Linked DNA regions of Pan troglodytes: region 2 is linked to region 1. The links are chromatin contacts, called in public HiChIP or PLAC-seq maps. All regions are on one chromosome and are shown on one strand. Each heading gives the region's core, a stretch centred on a gene start, on an enhancer-like site or on the middle of the called end of the contact. The rest is flanking DNA. Distances are from core to core; before and after follow the strand shown. Region 1 holds the start of TBC1D2 (TBC1 domain family member 2). Region 2 holds the start of TRMO (tRNA methyltransferase O).

Region 1 (6,403 bases), core at 2,515-5,014:
AAAAAAAAAAAGGAAAAGAAAGGGAAGGGGGAAAGACAGGAAGGAAAAAAAGAGTATGTAAGAATCATTTTAATAGGCTGCAAAAATTCCTATCAACCCCTCCAGGAGGTGGAGCTACTTATAAGGGGAGACTGAATTTAGCAACCCAATTCCAAAGAACAGTGTGTTGAAATGAAAAGGAGCAGCTTTATAGCAGAGAAATCTGGCAGACCCTACCTTATCCAAGTGATTAACTCTTCTTGTTATTAAAACCACCACTCCCGGCCTTAACATCCTTTTAAAATGAGAAAATTTAGGCCAGGCATGGTGGCTGATGCATGTAATCCCAACACTTTGGGAGGCCGAGGTGGGTGGATCACCTGAGGTCAGGAGTTTGAGACCAACCTGGCCAACATGGTGAAACGCTGTCTCTACTAAAAATACAAAAAATTAGCCGGGTGTGGTGGCGAGCACTTGTAACCCCAGCTACTTGGGAAGCTGAGGCAGGAGAACCGCTTGAACCCGGGAGGCGGAGGCTACAGTGAGCCGAGATTGTGTCACTGCACTCCAGCCTGGGCAAGAAAGCAAGACTCTGTCTCAAAAAAATAAATAAAATAAAATGAGAAAATTTAAGCTACACAATTTAACAGTATAGGAACCATGCAGATATCATGTACTCTGATGTTGTGATGAGACGGGCACCTCACCTCTGTGGTAGTCTTCCCCAAAACATAACCTCAGTGAAATCATGAGACAAACCCAAAGTGATAGTATTCTACAAAACACCTGACTAGTATTCTTCAAACTGTCAGGACCATGAAAAACAAGGAAAAACAGAAATGTGTCACAATGCAGAGGAGACTAAGGGAACATGATGACTAACTATGGCATCTTGAATGGGATCTTGGAATAGAAAAAGGCTATTAGTAGAAAACAGACAAAATCCAAATAAAGACTGTAGTTTTGTCAATAGTTTTTTTGTTTGTTTTTTTTTTTTTGTTTTTTATGAGAGGGAGTCTCGCTCTGTTGCCTAGGCTGGAGTGCAGTGGCACGATCTTGGCTTACTGCAAGCTCCACCCCTGGGTTCACGCCATTCTCCTGCCTCAGCCTCCCGAGTAGCTGGGAATATAGGCGCCCACCACTACGCCCGGCTAATTTTTTGTATATTTAGTAGAGATGGGGTTTCACCATGTTAGCCAGGATGGTCTCGATTTCCTGACCTCGTGATCCACCCACCTCGGCCTCCCAAAGTGCTGGGATTACAGGCGTGAGCAACCGTACCCGGCCTTGTCAATAGTTTTGTACCAATGTTAGATGTTTATTTTTGCCAAACATACCAGGATTAAGCAAAATGTTAACATTAGGGGAAACTGGGTGTAGGGTCTACAGAAATTCTCCCATTGTCTCTGTAACTTTTTCTAAAACTATTCAAAAATAAAAAGTTTTTTTAAAGCCTATCGAGGCCAGGCATGGTGGCTCACGCCTGTGATCCTAGCACTTTGGGAGGCTGAAGTGGGTGGATCACTTGAGGTCAGGAATTCAAAACCAGCCTGGCCAACATGGTGAAACCCCACCTCTACTGAAAATACAAAAATTAGCTGAGCATAGTGCCCTGCCTGTGGTCCCAGCTACTAGGGAGGCTGAGGCAGGAGAATAGCTTAAACCCAGGAGGCAGAGGTTGCAGTGAGCCGATATCGCTCCAGTGCACTCCAGCCTGGGTGACAGAGCAAGACTCTGTCTCAAAAAAAAAAAAAAAAAAAAGCCTATCGGGAGTTTGATTGAAAATGTATTAACTGTATGGATTAATTTGAGGAATGTGACATCTTTACAATATTAACTCTTCCCACTCAGGGACATATTTGTTTTGTCTTATATCCTACTATAAAGCAATGAGGTATTCATTATGTAAGTCATTTATGTAAGGGATGTTGTCCATTATATTTTCCATTTGTTTGCTGCTGGAGACATCTATACACATATGCACAGTTTTTAAAAACAGGCCACCACTTGAGTTTTTCTGGTATATGTAATATATTTATAATTATAATTATTCTTTCAAATATTTATCATTGCCTAGCTACAAAACCTAGAACAAATAAGGTATGCTGTTTGTTTTATTAAGAGGTTTTAAAAATCAGGAATGGGGCCAGGCACTGTGGCTCATGACTGTAATCCCAGCACTTTGGGAGGCCGAGGCCGGTGGATCACAGGGTCAGGAGATCCAGACCATCCTAGCCAACATGGTGAAACCCCGTCTCTACTAAAAATACAAAAATTAGCTGGGTATGGTGACGCGTGTATGTAATCCCAGCTACTCGGGAAGCTGAGGCAGGAGAATGGGGATTGGAGAGCATGCCACTGCACTCCAGCTTGGGCGACAGAGCGAGACTCTGTATCAAAAAAAAAAAAATTAAAAAAAAAGAAAAGAAAAGAAACTGGCTGGGTGCGGTGGCAGGAGAATCGCTTGAATCCGGGAGGCGGAGGTCACTGTGAGCCGAGATCGCGCCATTGCACTCCAGCCTGCGCAACAAGAGCGAAACTCTGTCTCGAAAAGAAAAGAAATATTTTGTCCCACGTTCTGTACTAAGAGCTTCACACATATTATTTTATTTAATTATCAAAACAACTCTAAGGGTAGACAGGTGTAGATCCAGGTTTTGTGGGGACTGGAATTAAACAGCATTAAGGGCCTTCTGATTTTAAAAAAATTACAAAATTATGAACACAAAATTAGGTATTACGATGGTTATTTAGAATGAGAAAATAAATTGTAAATTATAACAAATGAAGAGCTCTCTGGCATTTAGGAGAAATGCTCCCTGGTTGCAACTCCCCACCTGTTAAGACTACAAATCCCAGCGACCCATGCAAGTGAACATAAATTTCATTAGCTTCACTGTAAAGTTGTCTGGCGGCGGGTCGGGGGTGGGTGGGAAGAAGTGTTATCTCCATTTTTAGGTTGAGTAAATCACTCAGTATTGCAGAGTGGGAATCTGAAAATTATGCAAATAGACTCTAGAGCCCTCGCCTTTACCCCCACCCTGCTTCTTGTCAATATCACTGAGTGTGCATGAGGGTCTCGTTAACGATGGCTGAGGGGGAGACGATGAAGTAAAGGAAGGGCTGAACAAAGGGCAAGAGAAAGGCGGAAAGAAGCTCCTAAAGAAAGCTGGACGGAATTGGGCTCCGCAACGCTAATGGAGAAATGCGCCTTAGGAGGGAAGGGGAGAAATTTAAGGGGAAACAGGTAAAATGAGGCAGAAGTTGAGCAAGTTAGTCAAACCCTAAATTATTTATTTACAAAACAGCCTGGCGCGGTGGCTCTCGCCTGTAATTCCAGCACTTTAGGAGGCCGAGGCAGGAGAATCGCTTGAGGCCAGGAATTCAAGACCCCCCCTCTCAGCAAAAAACAATTTAAAAATTAGCCGGGTGTGGTGGTACGCAGTTGCGGTCTCAGCTACTCGGGAGACTGAGGCGGGAGGATGGCTTGAGACCGGGAGGCGGAGACTGCAGTGAGCTCTGATCGCGCCACTGCACTCCAGCCTGGGTGACAGAGCCAGACCGTCTCTAAAAATAATAATAGCAATAACAAAATAAAAATAAATGTACTGCACCCAACTATGCCCCAGGAGTGGCACTGGGTTTCCGCAGCGCAGCGGCCGCGCCTGGGCGCCCCAAGCAACACAACCAGCGCTGTCAGGAGGCGAATAGGAGCCAGGACAGAGAGCTGGGGAGGCCACCGCGGTCAGGCGAGGGATAAGAAGGCCGTCCGCGGCGTCATTGACGGGGCTGAAGGAACACCAGAAGAGTGGCAGACAGCTCCGGAGCCGCGCTGCCCGGGCGACGCCGGAAGATGGGCCTCCCAGCGGTCTTCCTTTCAGCCAATGGCCGCGAGATGCGCCGTCCGAGGGTGCCCCGCGCGGCAGAGGGAGGGAACAAGCAGCCCATCGGGTGCAAGAAAGCACTATCTTTCTAGGTGACTATGCGAACTACCAGGGAAGTGTAGCTAGGGACAGGCTTCTCTGCCCGCGGTTAACCTAACTCAGTGCCACCACGCCTTTAACCTGAAGCCAGGGAGCACGGCCGCCCTTAGTAAAGATGGCTGACTGGCGCGGAGAAAAAGCCGGAAGCAGCCGGGCCTTGCAGGGAGCCGACTGAGCGCTGCGGGGGCGTGGCCTGGCGGTGGAGGGGCGTGGCCAGCCGCCGTAACCTGGGTTTGCGGTCTTTGAGGCGCACGCACCGCACCCAGTCCCGACTCTGTGGCTTCCTGGGGGCGGGTTCGCCGTCGGCCCCGCCCCCGCCCAGGTGTCTCCCTTTGGGAAGGTGCCCGCCGAGTCTCCGAGATTTGTCCCTGGTGGTCCCGCAGACCCCTCGTCCCTCCGCAGTCTCCGGCTGGCGGCGATGGAGGGCGCTGGGGAGAACGCCCCGGAGTCCAGCTCCTCTGCCCCTGGGTCCGAAGAGTCTGCCAGGGATCCACAGGTGCCGCCTCCGGAGGAAGAATCGGGGGACTGCGCCCGGTCCCTGGAGGCGGTCCCCAAGAAACTCTGTGGGTATTTAAGTAAGTTCGGCGGCAAAGGGCCCATCCGGGGCTGGAAATCCCGCTGGTTCTTCTACGACGAAAGGAAATGTCAGCTGTATTACTCGCGGACCGCGCAGGATGCTAATCCCTTGGACAGCATCGACCTCTCCAGTGCAGTGTTTGACTGTAAGGCGGACGCTGAGGAGGGGATCTTCGAAATCAAGACTCCCAGCCGGGTTATTACCCTGAAGGTAAATTCCTGGAACGACTTTCTCCTTTCCAGCGGCGTGAGGTCCCCTTTTCGCAGGGCAAGGCTGGGCGCGAGTGTGAGGTGGACACAGTAAATTGACTGGAACTGTCGTCACCGACTGTTCCAAGAACTTTGTGCTTTGCAAAGTGCATTCCCATCCATTTCCTCATTGGGTTCCCACAAGGCAGGGAAGACAGACCCATTTTACAGATCAAGAAACTGAGTCAGAGGGAGATGAAAGGACTGGCTCGAGGTCCATGCGTCTAGAGAGTAGGGTAGCTTGGAATCCCATAGTCTTTCTACCTCTCAGTGCTGAATCAAAACTTTTACTTTTGGGTGTGCCTGACAGTGCAGTTACCTTAACTTTCTTACCTGGGACCTAAGTAAGTCAAAATATGGTCTTTGCAATCCTCTCTCAAGGCCAGGATTCTGATTCCCGTTTCTTGATGTTTTGGCCAAGGTCAGTGAATGCTGAGAAGAGACTGGCAGGGATTAGGAAAATAAACACTTAGGTTTCACTGATCAGCCTAGATTGTTCATCTAGGCATGCTTAAACCTGTTTTCCTATCAGCAGCAAGGGGTAGGTTTTATCATCATGTTTAACTGAGAAAGCCTAAAGCAGTAGAAAGGCCACGTTCTTTGAAATCAGACGGGCTTGGATTCAAATTGTACATTTGCTACTTACTAGCTGTGTGACCCTGGACAAGTTACTTAACCTCTCAGAACCTAGGTTGTTTGTAAGCATTTGACACATCACAGGCATGTACAAATTGTTGAATTAATTGCATCACCTAGAATACAGCCTGGTACCTAGTGGGGTACTTAATAATTTTTTGTTGCATAAGCACACATGCACACACAAGGTGATGGAACCAAGATCAGAGTGCTAATGTCAAGAGGAGGTGTCCCATAACTTAATTGGAAAGACAGATCTGGGCTAAGTGTTCTATGGGCATCAGAGAAGAATGTGCCAGGAGATAGCCTTCCCCACCCCATCCCCATCTTTCCACCCCTCCAACCCCACCTCCAGCTAAGTGGGTATCTGTGGATGACCACGTGTTCAGTTCTCCTTTACTGACTGGACTTGGCGGGTGACCAGGCTGGGGGACTTGGTTAAAATAATGAAACTCAGGAATCCCTGGCCAGGGAAGGCATTTTCGAGGTCATGTGGTTCCCGGGTCTATGTGTCTCTTCCACAGGTTGACTGCTGTATGCAGGGTCTTCAACACATGGTCTTTATAATAGTATTCCATTGTTCCTGGCTCTGCACTTGGCTCTGGGGTGTGGAGCTAATGCACCCCGACCCCTGGTTCTCTGACAGCTTAAAGTCTGATGGGAGAGACTGAGGGAGAACCTGCATGCACCCTAAAATGTTCTGTAGAGACATGTGATAAGTCTGTGCAAGAAGGTGTGGTGACAGGAGGAGTCAGTTCCACCAAGTGGAAGGGGCTAGCCAGAAAGGCATCTGGAGGAGGGACACACCCAAGGCTTGAAAGAAGAAATAGGTGGCAAGCAGACAAGAGGGAGAAAGGTATTCCAGGTCAAGAGAGCACCGTGAGCAAAAGTAGGAAACCATGATACAGCCCTGAGTGTCCAGGCAAATCACATGAGCCAGAAAAACAGAGGGGCCCAAAGGATGGAGTTGAAGAGCAGAG
Region 2 (6,403 bases), core at 2,789-5,288, 330 kb after region 1:
AATGCTCACTTTTTGCTGGAGTGACCTGAAAAAATTACACAGGCATGAAGCCTTGAAAGACGGAAAGTATTTGCATAGATGAGGATAGCAGCATTACTGTATGTGACAAAGAGAAGGGTGAGTTCAAAACATGTTCAAGAGAACTGCAGGCAAACTATGGTTAATGTAGAGTCCATATGAAATAGTAGTAGGCTTGCATGCTGAAAAGCTCATATTACTAGAGCATAGAATAGTTTGCTTACCTAACCAAGAAATATATCACTTGTTAAAAATGGGGAATGAAGTCAGATTTTTGAACAATGGAATGGCAATTTCACTATTTTAGGAATATGATAAATATAGTGATAATGGTAAAGATTAACTGAAAACGACAAGAGACCGGGGCAGGAATAGAAGCTATTCTGGATGGGAAGATGTCTGAAAATCTACCCTGGTATTTTTTGTTTTCACTTTTCCTTCTGTTATTACAGAGGACTAAGGATATTTTTGCAAATAAAGTTTCATTCAGCAAGAACACACTTGCACAAGCTTTCCATACAGGCACTGTGCTAGGTACTAGCTACATCAAAGAACAAGACAGGGTCACAGTCCCTCAGGCATTCATGGTATAATGAACATGAGAGAGCAGTGGTTCTCTCAACCCTTCTGGTACATTAGACTCACCTGGGAAGGTTTCAAAAATACATATATGTCCAGACTTCTCCCCCAGGGATTCAGATTCCCCCATCTAGCTGATGTACAGGCATAGGTATATTTATTTTTTAATTGTTTTATGCTTCAAATAATAGTTTTTGGAGGAATAATTTTAGAATTACAGAAAAGTTGTTATGATAGTACAAAAGTTACTATATACCTTTCGCCCAGTTTACACCAATGTTAACGTCTTACATAACCATGGGCCATTTGCCAAAACTAAGAAATCAGGATAGTTACGCTACCATTAACTACAGACATTATTCCGTTTTCATGAATTTTTCCACTAATGTCCTTTGTCTGCTTCAGGGTCCAATCCAGGATATAGAATTGCATTTAGGATGTTTTTATTTTAAAAGCTCTCCTGACAATTCTAAAGTGGATGTAGGGTTGAGAACCACTAGTACAGTGGGATGTTACAATATTGTTTCCCTCCTATCTGCCTACCCCCTTTTGTGTGTACATTAAATTTTTTACCATCAGGATGTATTCATTGCACAATTATTCATACCCCTATTATATTTATTACACAACATACTGAGGGCAGGGCAGCACAACCACATAATAGTTTCTTCTCTTTTTTTTTTTTTTTTTTGAGACAGAGTCTCACTCTGTCGCCCAGGCTGGAGTGCAGTGGCACCATCTCGGCTCACTGCAAGCTCCGCCTCCTGGGTTCACGCCATTCTCCTGCCTCAGCCTCCCGACTAGCTGGGACTACAGGCGCCCGCCACCACGCTTGGCTATTTTTTTATTTTTTTTGTATTTTTAGTAGACGGGGTTTCACCATGTTAGCCAGGATGGTCTCGATCTCCTGACCTCGTGATCCTCCTCGGCCTCCCAAAGTGCTGGGATTACAGGAGTGAGCCACCGCGCCCGGCCACAACCATATAATAGTTTCTTACCTCTCAATGACACTTCAACATTTATACTTTCACATAAACTATTTTATTTGATCTGTACAAAAGTATGTGAAATAGGCCAGGCGGTGATTATCACTCTCACTTAAAGATGAGGGAATAACATAGAGGGAAGGTACTCACCCAAAGTCACATCTGACTTCCTCAGTGCTTTTTTTTCTTCTTTGGAATGTGCTTCTGTCTCAATTTCACCTGCCAGAGTGGGCCAAAATTAGAGGAAAAAAAAGAGTAAACTGAAGTCTCAAGTTCTAACAGTGTTGCATTAAGATGGACCTTAAGAGATTTGCATACGTACAGTGCACAGGAGCACAAAGATGAGATGGGGAAGGAGAGGGAAAGAGGAATGCAGTACATTAGAGGAAGCAGAATTTCTCTCTCCACCTCTCGGGACCCTTTCTGCTTGCCCTCTTACATCACTCCCTGCATTCACACACAACTTCTGCTTTCTCACCATTCTTGTTTAAACATCACTGTGCATCTAAAATTCTTCTGGCGTTCTTCTTGGCTTAGAACCTTTAGGTGACAGAATTAAAGTTTTGCAAGAATCCTTCTAGCTTGACTTTGTGCTGCCTTCCTCTCATGTTAGGTCAGAAACCCATGAACCATATGATATTATAGCCAAAATGATGTGTGAGACGGTTCAAAGCTTTAGTTGATTCTCAAAGGGGTCCTTCACCCAAATGAGAGGTTAAGAATCACTCTACTGAGAAGTGTTTCTCAAAGTAGTACAAGCTGAAGACTACATAATTATTTAGGTCATGTCTTTAAGGCAGATTTCTAGGTCTTACATCTGGAGGAGAGGTTAAGTCTTATAAACTGCAAATAATCACATATAATTCCAGACAAGATAATAAGAACTTCAAATCATAGACTAAAAAATGTGCTGCATATTTAAGTTCCTGTTTTCAGTCAAGAGAAATTTCACCTATAAAAGAGGTAGCAATCTATTTCCCTAGTATATTCAAATCAGCTTTGCATTTCAGTACTTGTCACACTTGGTAATTACATATTTTTTTGTGTGATTATCAACGTCTACCATGCCCTCCAGGAGGGCAAATATCTCTTTAAATCTAGTCTTTCCACAAATAAAGCGGGACTATCATTTTCAGCAACACCACCATCTAGTGGCAAGCGCAGTAATTCTGGCCCAGTTTTATAAACACACACATACACACACACGCGCGGGCGCTATATATATATAAAACAATGGTTTTCAAACTTGTTTCTCCAGCTGCACAGAGCTGTCCCTCCTAAAAAAAATGGCAGCCTTTTCCAAGTTGTCCTGTAAAAATGACCTGCCAAAAGACACTATATGAATTTGATCAGTTTTATCTTATTTTTTAAACCACAATCTTTAATTATTTGGCTCCTCCTGCTGGTTATTTTCTACCAGAAATCAATGACAAATGGACAGACATGGAAACATCTTTTCATGGTTGTTAGACTTTTCAATCTGTGACTCATATGCTTTTGAATATTTTATACTGCAGATAATGTTAACAGATAAAAAGATAAAAGATTTTAAAATTTCTCCCAGAAAGAGAATTATATACAGAGAAACTTACTACAGGTGAGAGACAGCATTACAAGTGGGTAAAAGGCTATCATTGCAAGGACAACTGGTCATTGCATGGGATTAAATGATTCTTGTTAGCTCTTAGCTTCTCAGAGCTGTCCAGAAACGACAATAATCCCCACAATGCACATGGCATGTTGACTCTTATAATTCCATTCTCACTTCAGTTCCGGTAAGGTGTGGAGCACAAGAAACAGTTTCCACTCCTTAACCCCTAGCACATAGTAGGGCTCCTTTATAACATCCACCACACTTGAGATAAGGCTTATTTGGGGTTGTTTCTGACAAAGCACAACTTCTATTATGGAAAAATTTCCCACCACCCAGGGATAATTTTTTTTTTTTTTTTTTTTTTTGATACGAGGTCTTGCTCTGTCACCCAGGCTGGAGTGCAGTGGCGCGATCACGGTTCACTGCAGCCTCAAACTCCTGGGCTCAAGCGATCCTCCCGCCTCAATCTCCTGGGTAGCTGGGACCACAGGTGTCAGAGAATTCTTAACATTTCTTAACGTCCAGTCCTTCCGCTCTGTGTTAATTACATATACACGTCCCTTAAAAATTAGAATCATACTGGACGTATAGGTTACTTAATAATATTTCGAGAGAGACATAGTTGCGAGTTCTTCATGGAGGTGTGTTCCCTCTCAAAAAGCGCGGGAACCTGGAGTCGCATTCTACCCTAGGAGGGCGGGCAACTGTAGCAGCTGTGTGTAAGATAAACGAGATTGGGGTCCCGGAGGGGCACACGCCCGGGATAGGGTTCGACGCCCCATGGAGAACTCAAAGCTTCCCTCAACGCCACCCTGCGCGCGCGCACTCTCCTGGGTTCGCGGGACCGCGCCGGCGAGGCCACTGCGCATGCGTCAGGCATGGAGAGCGGAAGCGGAAGGTTGAATGCGTCGGGTGGGCACCTCAGCAACCAGTAGCCATGCGCGCCTTGGAGGAGACTGGGCCTCGGCCTACAGCGACCCCGTGCGGCTGCGTGAAGCCGGATCTGGAGACAGGTAACTTCCAACACCGGCGGTGCCACACTCTGGAGAGGTTTAGGCCCAGGCAGCGGACTTCGTTGCCGAGAGGGGTGTGAAACGCACGATCTGGAAGTGACGTGCGTCATTGTTTTACCTACGGCGAAGGCACGGGTCACGTGCTGCGGAGACCACGTGATGTGCTTTGGCGCGGGATGACGTCATCTGGCTTGTTCCGCTTTGTTATAAGACTTGTACTGTCTGCGTAGTCTTGGCTGAGTAGCTGGAGCAGCTATGTGCAGCGTAGCGACTTTTCTCTTAGGGGTTTCCTTGCCATAGCGTATGGGAGGTGGTGTTAGGCGGGTTAGGAATTAATAAATGCCATAGAGAGGCATCCTGCGCTGTAGCAATGAGGAGAGAGAAGGGGGAAAGTTTCGGAGGGAGAAAATAGTTTTAAATTGGGCCTAGAAAGACAAGGCATGAATTTGTTTCTCTTTACTCAGACGTCTTCATAGAGGAATATATTAGCTTTAGAAACTGGAAAGCAAATGGAAGAAAATTAAAATAACCTGCCAGAGAAAGCCATTGTCAATATCTTGGTGTCTACCTTCCATGCTTGTTTCTTTGCATACACACTTGGAAAGTGAGGTACTATACGACCTGTTTAGTAACGTTAAAATAATTTTAAAAAAATCTTAACAGGGCAGTTAATGTTAATTATAACACTTTGGGCCGGGCGCAGTGGCTCACGCCTGTAATCCCAGCACTTTGGGAGGCCGAGGTGGGCGGATCACGAGGTCAGGAGATCGAGACCATCCTGGCTAACACGGTGAAACCTCGTCTCTACCAAAAAATACAAAAAAATTAGCCGGGCGTGGTGGTGGGCTCCTGTAGTCCCAGCTACTCGGGTGGCTGAGGCAGGAGAATGGCATGAACCCGGGAGGCGGGCTTGCAGTGAGCCGAGATCGCGCCACTGCACTCCAGCCTGGGCGACAGAGCGAGACTCCGTCTCAAAAAAAAAAATTAACACTTTGTTTTGTTATTATTAATTTTTGTAGAGGCAAGCTCTCACCGTGTTGCCCAGGCTGGTCTCAAACTCCTGGGCTTAAGCAATCCACCTGCCTTAGCCTCCCAAAGTTTTGGGATTACAGGCATGAGCCACAGCAACCAGCCTAACGCTTTGTTTTAGATATGTGCTCTAATTTAACCAGCTTCCTGTTACTGAGCATTTAAGTTATTGCCAGTTTGCATTGTTCTAAAAGAAAGCTCTTGAAGCCGAAATGTTTGTGTACATTCTAAAGTTTGAACTTTGTTAAATTTCTTGGAAGTGCTATTACCTGGCCAAATGTGCTTATTTAAAAAAAATTGTTGCACACTGCCGATTACAGGTCTCATATTTTGACAGGAAGGAAAACGCAGAAGCCAGGGCTCAGAAGTCTACACAGTATAGATTTGGGGAGCTAGAAGTCTAAAGTGTTGGATGGAACAGGGAGGTGGGAACCTTTGGATTCTGATTGTGAAGAACCTTGAGTACCAGGCTAAGAAATACAAAGTCTGTTAACAGTGGAGAACATGAAAAGTTTAAAGTTAAAGAGTTAGCATAACACAAGAAACTCTAGGAGTGTTGAGGATTCGTCTAGAGTATTTTGAGAAGGGGAAGAACTTGCAGTGGGGACAGAAAGCCTAAGAAGGGTAATTTAATAGTACAGGCAGAAATGAAAAGGACCTGAACTTATTTTCAGAGCAAGACGTGTAGACAATCCTGTACACAAAAAACCCCACATTGATTGCTTGCTGGCTTTTTACTTATTACACAGTTAATACAGTTGTAATGTTTAAATGAGGAAAAAGCCTGAGCAGGGACTTTAAAAAGCACTCCTTGCTGGGCACCTTCTATTTTACTGGATGCTTTCCTATTTTATTAGTACTCTTACAGCTTTCCAAAGTAGGTAGTATCCCTTGTTTTGTAGATGAGAAAACGGATTCAGAGAGAGAAGCTAGTTTTTCCCATGGTCACACAGCTAGTGTAGTGGCCCTGTGTTGTTTTTATCCTTTCTGCATTCTGAAACCAGTCCTAATTCTCTCATGCTCCTTTGAGGAACCACTTCTCCCCATTTCCATGAGGTTCTTGTGCTGGTTTTTGGCATACCTGTGCTTATTTATCTCTATCCCTGCAAAGGCACCTAGCTAGAATTGTTGATTTACTTGTCTTTCTCTGTCAATGTACTGGAAACCCTTGAGGACGAGAACTG

What was found. HiChIP or PLAC-seq counts read pairs in DNA pulled down with a chosen protein or histone mark.
Region 2: an H3K4me3 HiChIP or PLAC-seq map of stem cell-derived excitatory neurons shows a contact between it and region 1, with 7 times the contacts expected there. The contact joins the promoter of TRMO here to the promoter of TBC1D2 in region 1. A contact is called at or near these places in 2 of 7 Hi-C or Micro-C datasets (blood and stem cell-derived neural progenitor cells) and 1 of 1 datasets of contacts at active chromatin or transcription factors (stem cell-derived excitatory neurons).

The regions. Positions count from the first base shown.
Region 1 is chr11:40,255,796-40,262,198 of NHGRI_mPanTro3-v2.0_pri, forward strand. It overlaps TBC1D2 (TBC1 domain family member 2), which reads left to right and starts at 3,765. Exons shown (of 13, transcript XR_001720919.4): 1 at 3,765-4,749.
Region 2 is chr11:40,588,554-40,594,956 of NHGRI_mPanTro3-v2.0_pri, forward strand. TRMO (tRNA methyltransferase O) reads left to right here and starts at 4,039. Exons shown (of 8, transcript XR_001720917.4): 1 at 4,039-4,190.